Regions from separate parts of the Mus musculus genome. Here region 2 is linked to region 1. Evidence: chromatin contacts called from public Hi-C data. All regions are on one chromosome and are shown on one strand. The core of a region is the stretch at or near the end of the contact, and the rest is flanking DNA. Distances in the headings are between cores, read along the strand shown. Region 1 overlaps Pcbd2 (pterin 4 alpha carbinolamine dehydratase/dimerization cofactor of hepatocyte nuclear factor 1 alpha (TCF1) 2). Region 2 overlaps Pitx1 (paired-like homeodomain transcription factor 1).

Region 1 (6,039 bases), core at 1,730-4,229:
AATTATTACAAAGATTTCCAAGGATCTTTGGGGTCTTTTGGTTTTCATTGTTGCTTTTAGCAATTTCTGAAAAAAACTGAACCTTAAGCTCCTTGATATTCTCATCATTATAAAAGTCCAGTGTTCTACAGGAAAAGTGTCTCTCTTCACTGCCAGGCTTCAAACCATGTGAATTCACAGTATCATGCCAAATACATTAAAAAGAGAAGATGATGCAAAAGTAGCAGTCTGTTCCTGATTGACAGAAACCCTCCTTTGCCTCAGCCTCCCAAACACCAAGGTCACATGGCCGGCTGCATTTTCCTTTTCTGAGACAGGTCTCATGGATCCCAAGCTGACTTTGAGCTCCCGTGGCTGACTATGACCTGCATCTTCTGATCCTCCCACCACCTCCGTCTCCCTGGTGTTGGGATTACAAGCATGCACCACCACGCCCAGTTTACTCAATACTAGGGACTAAACGTGGGGCGTCATCATCCATGACTCCGCCAAACGAGCCCCAGGTCCACCCCACTTCTCCTCACAATCAATTAGCCACTTTCAAGACACCACTAACACTTGTACGGTCCAGGGCTATAAGAGGTGAAGCCACAAGGAGTCTCCGCACTCTCTTTTCCAGGAGACAGAAAGGGCAGGCTTCTACTTCCTCTAGCACACGTTAAACGGAAGACAAGAGCTGAGGGAGACAGTGGGGGAGGAGAACATATCTCAGGCAGACAGAGCACTCAGAGCAGAAGGAGGGTCACAAATATTTGAAAGAAAAATAACACCAATTACCAAGTACAGTACATACTTCCTGTGGGTGCGCATACAGTATACATTACAGTATATACATGATGTGGATGTATGTACATTATACATCATGTTCTGGTCTGTAGCCTCACACTTCACATCACGGATTATCTGGTAGCACAAACATGTCTGCAGAACACTCACAGATCGACAGATATTCTTTCTTTTACTTTGTTTTAAACCAAGAATCCAATTCCCTCAGGATTTTTAAAGTAGTTTCTACCACATTTGCCAATATTTTCTGTAAGGAAAAATACATCAATCAAGTATCGGGCATCCTGATAACTTCACAGAGGAGCACCAGAGACCGATGATGGCAACTCATTGCTGGAAGGAAAACGGCCACCAGAACCAAGTTCCCGGCGGCAGTGCCAAGCAGACAGCAACCAGGAAAGAGGCGGTCTCAGAAGGGGTAGGCATGTGTGTATGTGTGTGTGCGCGCGCGTGTGCATGTGCATGTGTGGAGGAGCACGCCACAGCGCTGACCATGGGATGGCACTTCCACCTGCCTTCAGACACTGACCTGAAGCAAGCCACCGTGTAGTCAGAATTTGTCACCACCTGTTAAGGTGAAGCTGAAGGAGAATTGAAGTCCCGCCCTTGTGGAGTGGAAGAAGGAACATGGAGTTTTGTGTGTGTGTGTTTCAAACAGCATTACTAAGCAAGTCAAGAGAAAGGGCTCCCGGCCACAGGGAGTAAGAAAGCTTAGCACTCGCTTTATTTTTGGTATCGAAGACTTGGCATTCAGATGGGTAGTGCCACCGTCGTACCCTGAAAAGTTTGAATTCTGGGTATGTCTCCTCCCAGGGTCCCGAATAAACTTCATACCCCTACTAATCACTCTGAATCCTTAATGCCTGTGAGTCTCTTATTGTCACCGTGGGAAGGAAGAGTGCTCATAACGACAGGACTTCAGTGTGCAGACCATGTGCCACGTTCACGGGACCCCGTCATACACAAACTAATTTTTAAGCTAAAACATGTGTTCTTTGTGACCAAATAAACTTGGTAAAGTACGGCTGACAGCAGACCCACATCAAAAGTTCAGAGATGCAGTGTAGCTCAGAAGAGAGTGAAGAACGGAGGAAATACTCAGGGAATGTATTTTTAAGTCATTACTCGTCAATATCCATACATGAATTACTTTAACATCCGACTCTGAGTTAGCAGGGCTTCAGCGTGGAACTTACTTTCTATTAACCATGTATTTGGAGAAAGTGTTTTCCTGACTGTGTACAAACAACGTTTGCACGCCCTTGGGCCTGTCACATCTCTGGGCAGCTGAGGATACGGGCGGGCGGCAGGCAGAGCAGAGGCTAGCCCAGCAAGGAAGGAGCAGGCACGAGTGCCCTGCAGTGCGGACAGAGGCCGGAGGGAGTAGACTGCCGTCCATCCAAGTGCAAGGGAGAGATTCCTCCCTCTTGTTTCGAAAGCTTATTATTTCATATCTTATGCAAATCATATTTTACATATTAGGCAATAATATCTGAGAAATACCGGAGTCAAATTAAAGGCTTCAATAGTCCTGACTGAAAGCACTGTGATTTTCCTATAAAAAAAATTATTCCAATTTGTTGATCTTACATAGGATGAAACATACTGTAACAATCTTCATAATTTATGTCCTGTTGGGACACAATGATTTAAAGTAACATAATACAGAACCGCATCACAGCTAATCTAAACCACCTGACTAGATAAACACCAGCTCTCCTCTTCTCTTCAGCAAAGGCATTTCTGTTTATTGTCATAGCGTTTCCTCCTTCTAGAGCACGAAGAACAAATGCAGCAAACCCGCCTTTCGGTGGGAGGCCGAGCCGGCCCTTCCCTTGTTCAGGGTTTGCGAGCGCACAGGTACCGTGCAATGTCAAGGGCTTACAAGACAGAAAACAATACAAGAATTCCACCCTCAAAATCATTTACAGTGAAGCAAAGGCGGATTCAACCAGCACAATGTGGACCAGGTGTAGTGGTAGGAACCACAGCCTCTCAGCTGGCTTTGGGTTTTAATGTCAGCAAAGAAAGTAATTCTTTTTTTTTTTTTTAAATTATGATGAGACTTACTATGAGCCAAATTTTTACAAATGCCTCAATCATGCCTCTTGTAATGCTTACAGGGGACGCATGATTTGATTAACCAGATGCCCAAGCTAACCACTGTCTTCTGCAGTGAAGAATCCTGGTAGAAGACAGACAAACAGTTGGGCACGGCCTGGCCGTGTTCCTGTCTGGTTCACAGCTACAGTTGAGTCGCACACTTCAAATTCCAGGCTTTCTCGGAGGCCTGCTTCCCTTCACCCTCCAAACACAGGAGAGCCCACGGGCACCAGGTTTCTGGGAGGAGGTGAGGAAAGGGTTTAGAGTTTCATGAGTGAAAGAAAAAGTGCGGGGGTTGCGCAGGCGCCGCCGCCGGGCAGATAACGAGTCACTGAGAATATCTGAAGTCAGAATGAAATGCTTGTCTGCCCGAATCTTTATAAACGTGGTTGGGGAAGAGGAAAACAGACAATAGTCCTAGGGTGGTTTCAAATGTTGCTTTCAAAGCTTTCCACGCTCCATTGGAAACAGCTCTGCCTCACAGGCCGTTCTGGTCGGCCCTGCCAAGGAAACGGTCTGATGCACTTTATTACAAGTTTATCAATGTGCTTACCCAGGCAAATACACATAATAACCTCTGCCCAAAAAGACCAGTGTGAAACAGCTCTGCCATAGAATCACTGGATCGATGAAACACAACGGAGTAAGACAGGACGTCGATGCCCTGCCTGCTTCCCCATCCCAGCTCCACTGTGGTCCACATGACATCACCACCCAGTCCTGCCTGGAGCTCACTTCCTTCCCCATCACCACAGATTGACTGTCACAGGTATCTGTGCAGGAATAGAGGATATAGGTGGTGGCATCTCTATTTTTCACAACCTACAACTTGCTGCTGTGGAAATTCAAAGGAAAAACACAATTTGGGAGTGCCTTATCGCAAGTAACAAACTTGTAAAAGTCTAAGGCAGTCTGCAGTTCTGGTGGCATTTCAAGTTAACACTTACCAACAGAGTGCACGGTAGGACGTGCCTGTAATTCTGTTTTCTGTTTTCTTGAGACAGGATTTCTTTGTGTAGCCCTGGCTGTCTTTGAATTCACTCTGTAGACCAGGCTGCCCTCAAACTCACAGAGATCCACCTGCCTCTGCATGTCAAGTGCTGGAACTGAGGCATGCATCACCAAGGCCCAACTACACCTGTAACACTCAAGAGGCTGAGGCAGATCCCAGCACTCAGGAGAAAGAGGCAGGTGGATCTCCGAATTCAAGGCCAACCTGGTCTACAGAATGAGTTCCAGGAAAGGCAGGGCTACACAGAAAAACCCCATCTCAAAAAAAAAAAAAAAAAAAAAAAAACCAGAGATGGGGAAGGCAAGGAGGGAGAGAGAAGAGAGGGGAAGGGGAAGGGGAGGGGGAGGGGAGGGGGAGGGGAGGGGAAGGGGAGGGGAGGGGAATGACTCAGTGATTAAAAGCAATTGTTACTCTTGCAGAGGAGTTGGGTTCAGTTCCTAGCATCTACGTGCCAGCTCACAACTGTCTTTAACCAAAAATCAGAAGAACTAGAAGAGGAGGAAGAAGAGGTGGAAGAGGAGAAAGAGGAGGGGGAGGAGGAGGAGGAAGAGGAGGAAGAAGAGGAGGAGCACCAGTAGCAGCTGAGGCTGAGGGGAGGACAGGGGGTAAATTTTGAGCTCAAAACCAAACTTGGCTACACGATTCTAAGTCACCTTATTTACACAGCAGAATTCTCTGTCACAACAACAACAAAAAAGCTATGACTTTCCATTACAAGTTGGTTTTCTGAGCCAAGAAAATGGCTCAGTCAGTAAAGTATTTGCCACATACATGTAAGAACCTGTGTTCAATCCCCACCACCGTGAGGCATCCCAGCACTGGGGAAGGAGGGACAGGGGGACCCCTAGTGCTTTTGAGCCAGCCAGTCTACCCAAACAGGCCAGCTCCAGGTCAGTGAGAGACCTGACAGAAAAACAAGGTGACTTCTGGCCTCCACATGCTTGCATGTGTGCACATGCATGTAAACACATATACATGGAGTGAGCTCCCACACACACTTGCTACTTGCTTCTGTGATGTTTTCACTGCATGTGCACCTGCACATATGTTTAGAACCAGTTCAAAACCAGCTAGCGTTGCTCTGACAGTGACAAGGGCTGACGTCACCACTTTGTGTTCATTCTGTGCATCCAATACCCAAGCAGACCCTTTTCCGATCAAGTAGCCCCTGCATCCTCTGGACAGACCTGCTTCTTCCTGGCTGTGGATTCTAACTCGTGCACTCTAGGGCCATCAATCACTCTGACCCCTGCCTGATTCTCCTTGTTCAGTTCTTTTTTTTTTTTTTTTTTTTTTTTTTTTTTTAAGATTTATTTATTATATGTAAGTACACTGTAGCTGTCTTCAGACACTCCAGAAGAGGACGTCAGATCTTGTTACAGATGGTTGTGAGCCACCATGTGGTTGCTGGGATTTGAACTTCAGACCTTCGAAAGAGCAGTCGGGTGCTCTTACCCACTGAGCCATCTCACCAGCCCCCTTGTTCAGTTCTTGTAAAGAAGAAAAAGTCTGGTCTAGGACTGGGGGTCTGCTGGTGGCAAAGAAAGCCCTTGCCTAGCAAGCACATTGCCCTGGGTTTGAGTCTCAGCACTGCTGTGTGTGTGTGTGTGTGTGTGTGTGTGTGTGTATGTGTGTGCAGCACCAATATGTGTATATGTGAGTGTGGTTCATTTGTATTTGTGTATGTGTGTGTAGCGCCTGTGTGTGTTTATAGCATCAGTATATGTGTTTAGTACCACTGTTTATGTATGTGTGTGTGGTATATGTATGTGTGTGTACATGTGTGTATATGTGTGTATAGCACCTGTGTTTGCAGCACCTGTGTGTGTTTACAGCAGCTGTGTGTGTGTGTAGCATTACTGTGTGTGTATGTGGTATGTGTGTGTATGCGTGTGTATAATGTGGAGGGGTGAATGTATGAGTGTGTCCACACGCTCTCTGCCCGTGCCTTACTATTACAGCCTCCACTTACCTGTGGAGTGTACCTAAGTACACACCTTCCTCATGGTCTATGAAGCAGCATGGCTCTCTTTCCCTTACGTAGAAGCTGCACAATCTCACACACAGTGGGGAACTGTTTTAGAAACTATCCCATGCATACGGTTCCCTCAGGTACAGGGCAAAAGGTGCACAGCAAA
Region 2 (6,179 bases), core at 3,182-5,681, 64 kb before region 1:
TTTAGAAGTTTTAAGCGTGGTGTTTGCTTAAAAAAAAAAAACCTGTAGAGATTGATTTTCAAATCAAATCTACAGGGATAAATTAACAATTTTAACTGTATGCTTCCTTTGACACAATTCACTAGGAGTATTTCTCTGAAATTTAAAAGAACCTACATGCCACAAGTTACTTGGAGAGATTTTTTAAAAGTCAATTCAAAATGGCGCATTTCTTTGAGATTCCCCCCCCCCCCATCAAAATCCATTCGTAGCAGTTTTATTTTGTGAATTTAAATCATCTCGCTGTAATGTATTTATCTAGGGTTTGGAAAGTATCTCTCCCAGTGTTTGTGTGAGGGAATCTAAAATTTACCTGCAGTGATGCATAGATTCTTTTTCCCAGAGAAATGGCCATCTGACTGGAGTTTATACACATTTGGCTGTGTGTTTAGTTTAGGGGTGTGTTCACAGGAACGGTTTTGACTTCTTGATCTACATTTGCTCCGGTTCTGCCTCCCTGGCTCTGAGGGTTTGTGCACCTTTCTGTTTCTAGGGAGAGAGCTCTGAGCTTTTCTAGGGCTCCGTTTTGGTTTGTAGTTCCTTTGCGTTATGTTTGAATGCTATTGACTACTGTGTGCATCTTGAGTAGCTTTAAAGAGACAGAGAGGCCCGGGTCACTTAGACAGAATATGTCTGTCTAGGCTGCAAATGGAGGGTTTTCTAGACCTCAGAATCCGAGGCCGGTAAGGCTGGGATCCAAGCTAAGTTGCGGCTCTGACACAGCCCTGGCAAGAACAACATTCCAGGCGACTACATGGCTCTTACCCCACAGATATGCTAGCTTCAGCTGGAAAGTTTTGATGCCCGTTCAGGAAAGCTGAGGTGTCCGCTCAGATTTAGACCTTCAAGAGTCTCAGCAGGGCCGCAGCCAGCGAGCTGCAGAAGCAGGCCCTGCCTAGCTGGGAACCCAGGCCCAGATGTGGCTCCCGGGCTCTTTGCTGTGGCACGCCAGATCTAGGGGTGCTTACTGAGAACCGGCACCCGGCCCTTCCTTTCCAGCGGGGAAACAGTTCCCAGGGCCCCTGGATGGAGGGAGGGAAGCCACCGCTGACGGCAGGCGCTTCGGTGGAGCCGGGACCGGGCGCGATAGTGTTAGCCCGAGGTGACTCGCGCCCATTCCTACCTGCTGCAGACAAGGAGCGCGGTGGGGAAGCCAAGGGGCCAGAGGATGGTGGCGCGGGCAGTGCTGGCTGCGGCGGCGGTGCAGAGGACCCAGCTAAGAAGAAGAAACAGCGGCGGCAACGCACTCACTTCACAAGCCAGCAGTTGCAAGAGCTGGAGGCCACGTTCCAAAGGAACCGCTACCCCGACATGAGCATGAGAGAGGAGATCGCGGTGTGGACCAACCTCACTGAACCGCGAGTGCGGGTGAGCGTGGGGCGCGTGCAGAGGGCTACCGGCTGGCACTCAGTAGCTTAGACTTACAACTCTGACCTCGCGGACCTTGCTTCGTAGGAGACCCCACTTTAGGCCCCAGCCAGCCACCCACGTCAGCCAGGTCCCTGGGCTACTGCTTTCTTAGCCCTTTTACCTGTCCCACAGGAGCTACTGCAAGCCCCTGTCGGAAGACCCTGTCCCTGCCCTGAACTCTGTCAGAATTACTCAGAGCCGGAGATTGGGCAGAGGATTCTCTGCCGCTAAGGACCTCGGGAGCTTTAAGCCTTCATCCCCTGGAAAACGAAAGGGAAAGACAGGTCGTGCCTGGCTGCCTCAGAGAGGCCTGAAAGGTGCTTGAGTTGGGGTATCTCAAACTTCTTGGAACTGTGATCTCATTCTGAATTTCCCTTCTCCAAACTGTTTTTGGAATATTCTCCATCTTTTCTGGCCAGTCAGCCAGGTACTAGCTGGACCTTTGCCTAATGCCCTTTCCCACTGTAGGTCTGGGGTCATGTGGAGCGGGACGCTGATAGTGAGTGGCCCTTCCACTACACTTTACAGATGTAAGGTCCCAGACCCAAGGCCACACTGTATTCTGGCACCTTCCACAGTTCCCAGCAAATGCTACCCGCTCCTTCAGGAGAAGTAAGGAAATCATTTCTTCCCTGGGTGGGCAAATATTTAATCAGACACTGGGAGCACTTCTCAAGCCAGACCAAAGTCCCACCTGCCTCGTGGAGCCCCTGCCATAAGCCCAACCTTCAGCCCTCCCCAGTGAGGCTGGTCCGACCCAGTGGGAGCCTGGATGCAGCAGACCTTCACCCTGTAATTCGGAGCTCACTAATCCTGCCCAGGTTTATGGGAGTGGGGATGGTGTGGGGTTGGGTAGATAGAATCAGGGCCTGGGAAAGGCTGGGGTACAGGGATCCTGGCCTGGAGAATGAGCTAGGAGGTCGGGGGCCAATGTTGGGAAGATAGGGGAAGTCGGGGAAGACGTGGTCAGGGAGAGAAAAGTGGTCCTTACCAAAGTTTTTAGGAGAAAACAGAGGTGGAGATTAGAGGGAAACTAATAAACTTACAGAAATTAAATATTTGCAGAGAAACATATTTGGATTATATTTAGGCAGCAGGAAAGAAATTAAATATTTAAGGGAAGCAAAGAGGTTAGGCATTTAGAAAAAGAAAGGATCGACTATTTAAGGGAAACAGTGAGGGTCAGATATCTGTAAAGAAGGGATAAACTAAATATTTAGAAAAGAATAAAATGGGGACAAGAAATAAAGAAAAAAACCAGACTGGAGTTTAGATAGTCAAGAAGTGGACAAAAATTTACATTTTGGGAGGAGAAAAATTATTAAATGTAATAAATGCCGATGAAAACAAAATAGTTGAACAACGAAACTCGTCTGAAAAATCGGAGATGGTCAGTTTTGAGGAAGAAAAATACTTTTTGTGTTTGAAGGAGACGAAAAAGATTGAACTACTAAGAGGGTGGTGGTACCCCATTTGGAGAGAGATGGCAGAAAGAAGACAGGTTGGGAGGGAGAAAAGAAAACGAATATTTGTTCAAACAAAAGAGAATCCGAGTCAGAAAAAGAAAATAAATTTAACTTGGGGAAGAGGATAAAAAAAAGCAGGGGGGGGTGTGGGGGAAGAGGAGAGGGCTCGTATTTTCTGGAGACGCGAAGGGAACCATTACAGAAAATCTCGGCAGAGGCCGAAGAAAATACGGGGTGTTAGGAGAGGAGGCTGCAGAGTTGGGGGTGAGGACCCTTCCTGGCCACCGCGGCCCTGACGTTTCTCCCGCTGGCTTCTCCAGGTCTGGTTCAAGAACCGGCGAGCCAAATGGCGCAAGCGGGAGCGGAACCAGCAGTTGGACCTGTGCAAGGGCGGCTATGTGCCGCAGTTCAGCGGCCTGGTGCAGCCCTACGAGGACGTGTACGCTGCCGGCTACTCCTACAACAACTGGGCGGCCAAGAGCCTGGCCCCGGCGCCGCTGTCTACCAAGAGCTTTACCTTCTTCAACTCCATGAGCCCGCTCTCCTCTCAATCCATGTTCTCGGCCCCCAGCTCCATCTCTTCCATGACCATGCCGTCCAGCATGGGCCCGGGCGCCGTGCCCGGCATGCCCAACTCGGGCCTCAACAACATCAACAACCTCACCGGCTCCTCGCTCAACTCGGCCATGTCGCCGGGCGCCTGCCCCTACGGCACCCCAGCCTCGCCCTACAGCGTCTACCGGGACACGTGCAACTCGAGCCTTGCCAGCCTGCGGCTCAAGTCCAAGCAGCACTCGTCGTTTGGCTATGGCGGTCTGCAGGGTCCGGCGTCGGGGCTCAACGCTTGCCAGTACAACAGCTGACCGCCCCGCCTGGTCCCCGGGGCCGCCGGCCAGCAAGGCTCACAGAAGGGAGCGCGCGGGAGCACGCGGGGCGCTCGCAGCTCCTCGGACCTCACCTCTGCGCAGCCCCTTCCTCCCCACCCCGCCTCCAGGTTGGTTTTGTGTTTGCTTTTTCCAGACCCCCGCTCTGTCCCCCAATGAATGAAAAGAAAAGAAAGCAAGCCAAGGGAGGGGGTCGGGTGGGGAAGAAAGAAAAAAAAAGAAAAAAAAAAAAGACGTCGGAGAAAAATGCTGGAGGTGGGGGTAAGTTGCAATGTCCCTGGCGATGGCGCAGATGGTGCGTTCAAACCCGGGATCCCAGCTGTCCACTACACCAATGGGACATGGCGGGGAGAAGCCAGTGTTCGGAGAAGATGCCGCGCGTCCCCGCCGGAGCGCCTCAACCCGTGAACTGAATGTAGGGAACCTGGAGGCCCTGGGATCGTTCACCCGGTCAAGAACCGAGGCGCCCTCTCCTAGCCCGACCCGTCCGAGTGCACGCGGGCGCGGATCACTGCTGGAGTTTACGCCTGGCTGAGGATGGCTGCGTCGCCGAGGATCTGGCGTTTGCGCTGGATTAGCCTAAGGTCCCGGGATGCCAGGAAGAGCCCAGCAGCACTGAGCTCTGGAGCCGCACACTTGAGGCCACTGAGCCGCAGCTGGCCGAGGCCAGCCAGCAGCAGGAGGAGAAGGGCTCAGCTCTGAGTTCCCCAGCCCCAAGCTTAGCCGCTAGCCCGGCCCTCTGCTCCACTCTGGGTCCAGGAGGTGGCCCAGCGAACAGCCCCCTTCTCCACTGTCCGCCTGCCCGTGCAAGAGTCGAGCCAGGAGAGCGAGGGGCCACAGCCCCAGGGCCCCCGCCCACTTTGCACACCCGCTCTCCGGCCCGCGCCCGTTTACAGCGTCCCTGTGTATGTCGGACTGACTGTATAGAATTATAAATCTGTCTATATCAACTTGTCCATGTACGTCTATTAAAACCATAGTCGGAGCGTGCTAAGCACCACTGAGCCCTAGCTGCTTCATTCAACTGAAGAGGGAGGCCGACGTCGAACTGAGAACTGAGCCTCCCTGACTTGGAGGGCGGTGGGGGGGGCGGTGGGGGGGAGACGGGGCAAGGGTTCCCCACCCCTATTTCTGACCAGCTCCTTCCCTCAGCCTCTCAGTGAGGAGACACCTCTCCCCCTCTAGACACCCAACTCCAACTCCCACAAGCTTTGCCGGCTTGATCCTCAGATTCCCAGGGTAAGTGAGAACACTTACTGACCTAGATCATAGGGGCACACTCTCTGAGCACCATTTAGGGCTGGGGCTATCTGTTCTCCCATGGCCCCATCCCCTCATGCCCTTAGAGTCCAGCTCTGGGCACCAGATGCTCCACAGTCTAGCCGGACTGGCCTCTGCCTGTTCTCCTAGTGCCCCAATTACTTCCTAGCTTCCACCTAGGGGCATGCGACTCTAAGAGAAAGTGTCCACCCAGGCTCACTTCTCACTTCTCCTCTATCTCAACTTATGGAGGCTGCTGGCCGCCTCTGCCCCCCACCCCTGGCTTTTGGAAACTACTGAACAAGACCAGCCTGTAAACTGCCTGTAAAATTCTGCTTCCCTTAAGTAAGTCACTTCTAATGGCAAAACAAAATGTTTGCAGCTGCTGCGGGGGAGGGAGGAGGGGCTCCCGCTCCACTTCAGTATCACCTTGTGGTGGAGATTGGCACTGCCCTGGAGCTGGACTCAGGCAAGCCCTGGCTGGGATGGGCACAGCCACAGGATTAGTCACGAAGGAAGAGCGATCTCAAACCAGGTCATCACCGACCTGGCTCTGTTCTGCAGATGGAACCCAGGCCCTGGGAGTCTCTAACCCAGCCAAGGTCACACTAAGCAAATAGGCCTTGAGATTCCAAAGCCAGACATCTTTCCACCAGTCTTCTCTCGCTCAGATGAACCGATGGAGAGGCCCTCCTTGGAGGTCAGGTCAGCCCGAAGATATGGAACTTGCAGTATAGCCAAGGCCAGATACACAGGCTGGGGGAGAATGGAAGGGGAGGGAAGTTTGGGGTAAGGGGCTGCAGCCTGGCCACCCCTCCCCCAGCAGCAACTGTCCCCAGCTCCCTCTCTGGAAACATAAACAAAATCACATCTGGATTCACAGAGTGCCTCCCCCAGCCCCACACATTTGCCATGGCCTGTGGGTTCTGGTCTCACTTGAGGCCAGGAGGCAAGGGAGACATAGGAGACTGGGGCTGTAACAAAGTGGGAAGCAAGCAGAGAGAAACCCAAAAGCCAAGCCCAGGTGAGAGGGAGCTACCACACAGGGTGGAGAATCCGTGTGCCTGTGGAACCAAGACCAGACAGCAGCAGATGGTAGAGGATAGACGTTGTCCTATGA

Evidence for each region. Hi-C and Micro-C count contacts between places; a contact is called where the count stands out from the background.
Region 2: a contact with region 1 is called in a Hi-C map of cranial neural crest, with 2.4 times the contacts expected there. The contact joins two enhancer-like sites. A contact is called at or near these places in 3 of 39 promoter capture datasets (the 3T3-L1 cell line, embryonic stem cells and stem cell-derived epiblast-like cells), 7 of 484 Hi-C or Micro-C datasets (cranial neural crest, embryonic fibroblasts, embryonic limb bud and 2 more) and 3 of 115 datasets of contacts at active chromatin or transcription factors (craniofacial prominence, embryonic limb bud and embryonic stem cells).

The regions. Positions count from the first base shown.
Region 1 is chr13:55,758,156-55,764,194 of GRCm38.p6, reverse strand. All of the region lies in intron 2 of Pcbd2 (pterin 4 alpha carbinolamine dehydratase/dimerization cofactor of hepatocyte nuclear factor 1 alpha (TCF1) 2), which reads right to left. Among named protein-coding and RNA genes, the nearest start is that of 4930451E10Rik, 23 kb to the left of the region's middle. Within about 2 kb of position 2,979, at least 7 of the 459 cell types and tissues checked have an H3K27ac peak or open chromatin away from gene starts, as enhancers often do.
Region 2 is chr13:55,823,668-55,829,846 of GRCm38.p6, reverse strand. Pitx1 (paired-like homeodomain transcription factor 1) reads left to right here. Exons shown (of 3, transcript NM_011097.2): 2 at 1,172-1,407; 3 at 3,236-4,793. The coding sequence ends at 3,778. It also overlaps a transcript of Catsper3 not described here. Among named protein-coding and RNA genes, the nearest start is that of Pitx1, 4.7 kb to the left of the region's middle. Within about 2 kb of position 4,431, at least 21 of the 459 cell types and tissues checked have an H3K27ac peak or open chromatin away from gene starts, as enhancers often do.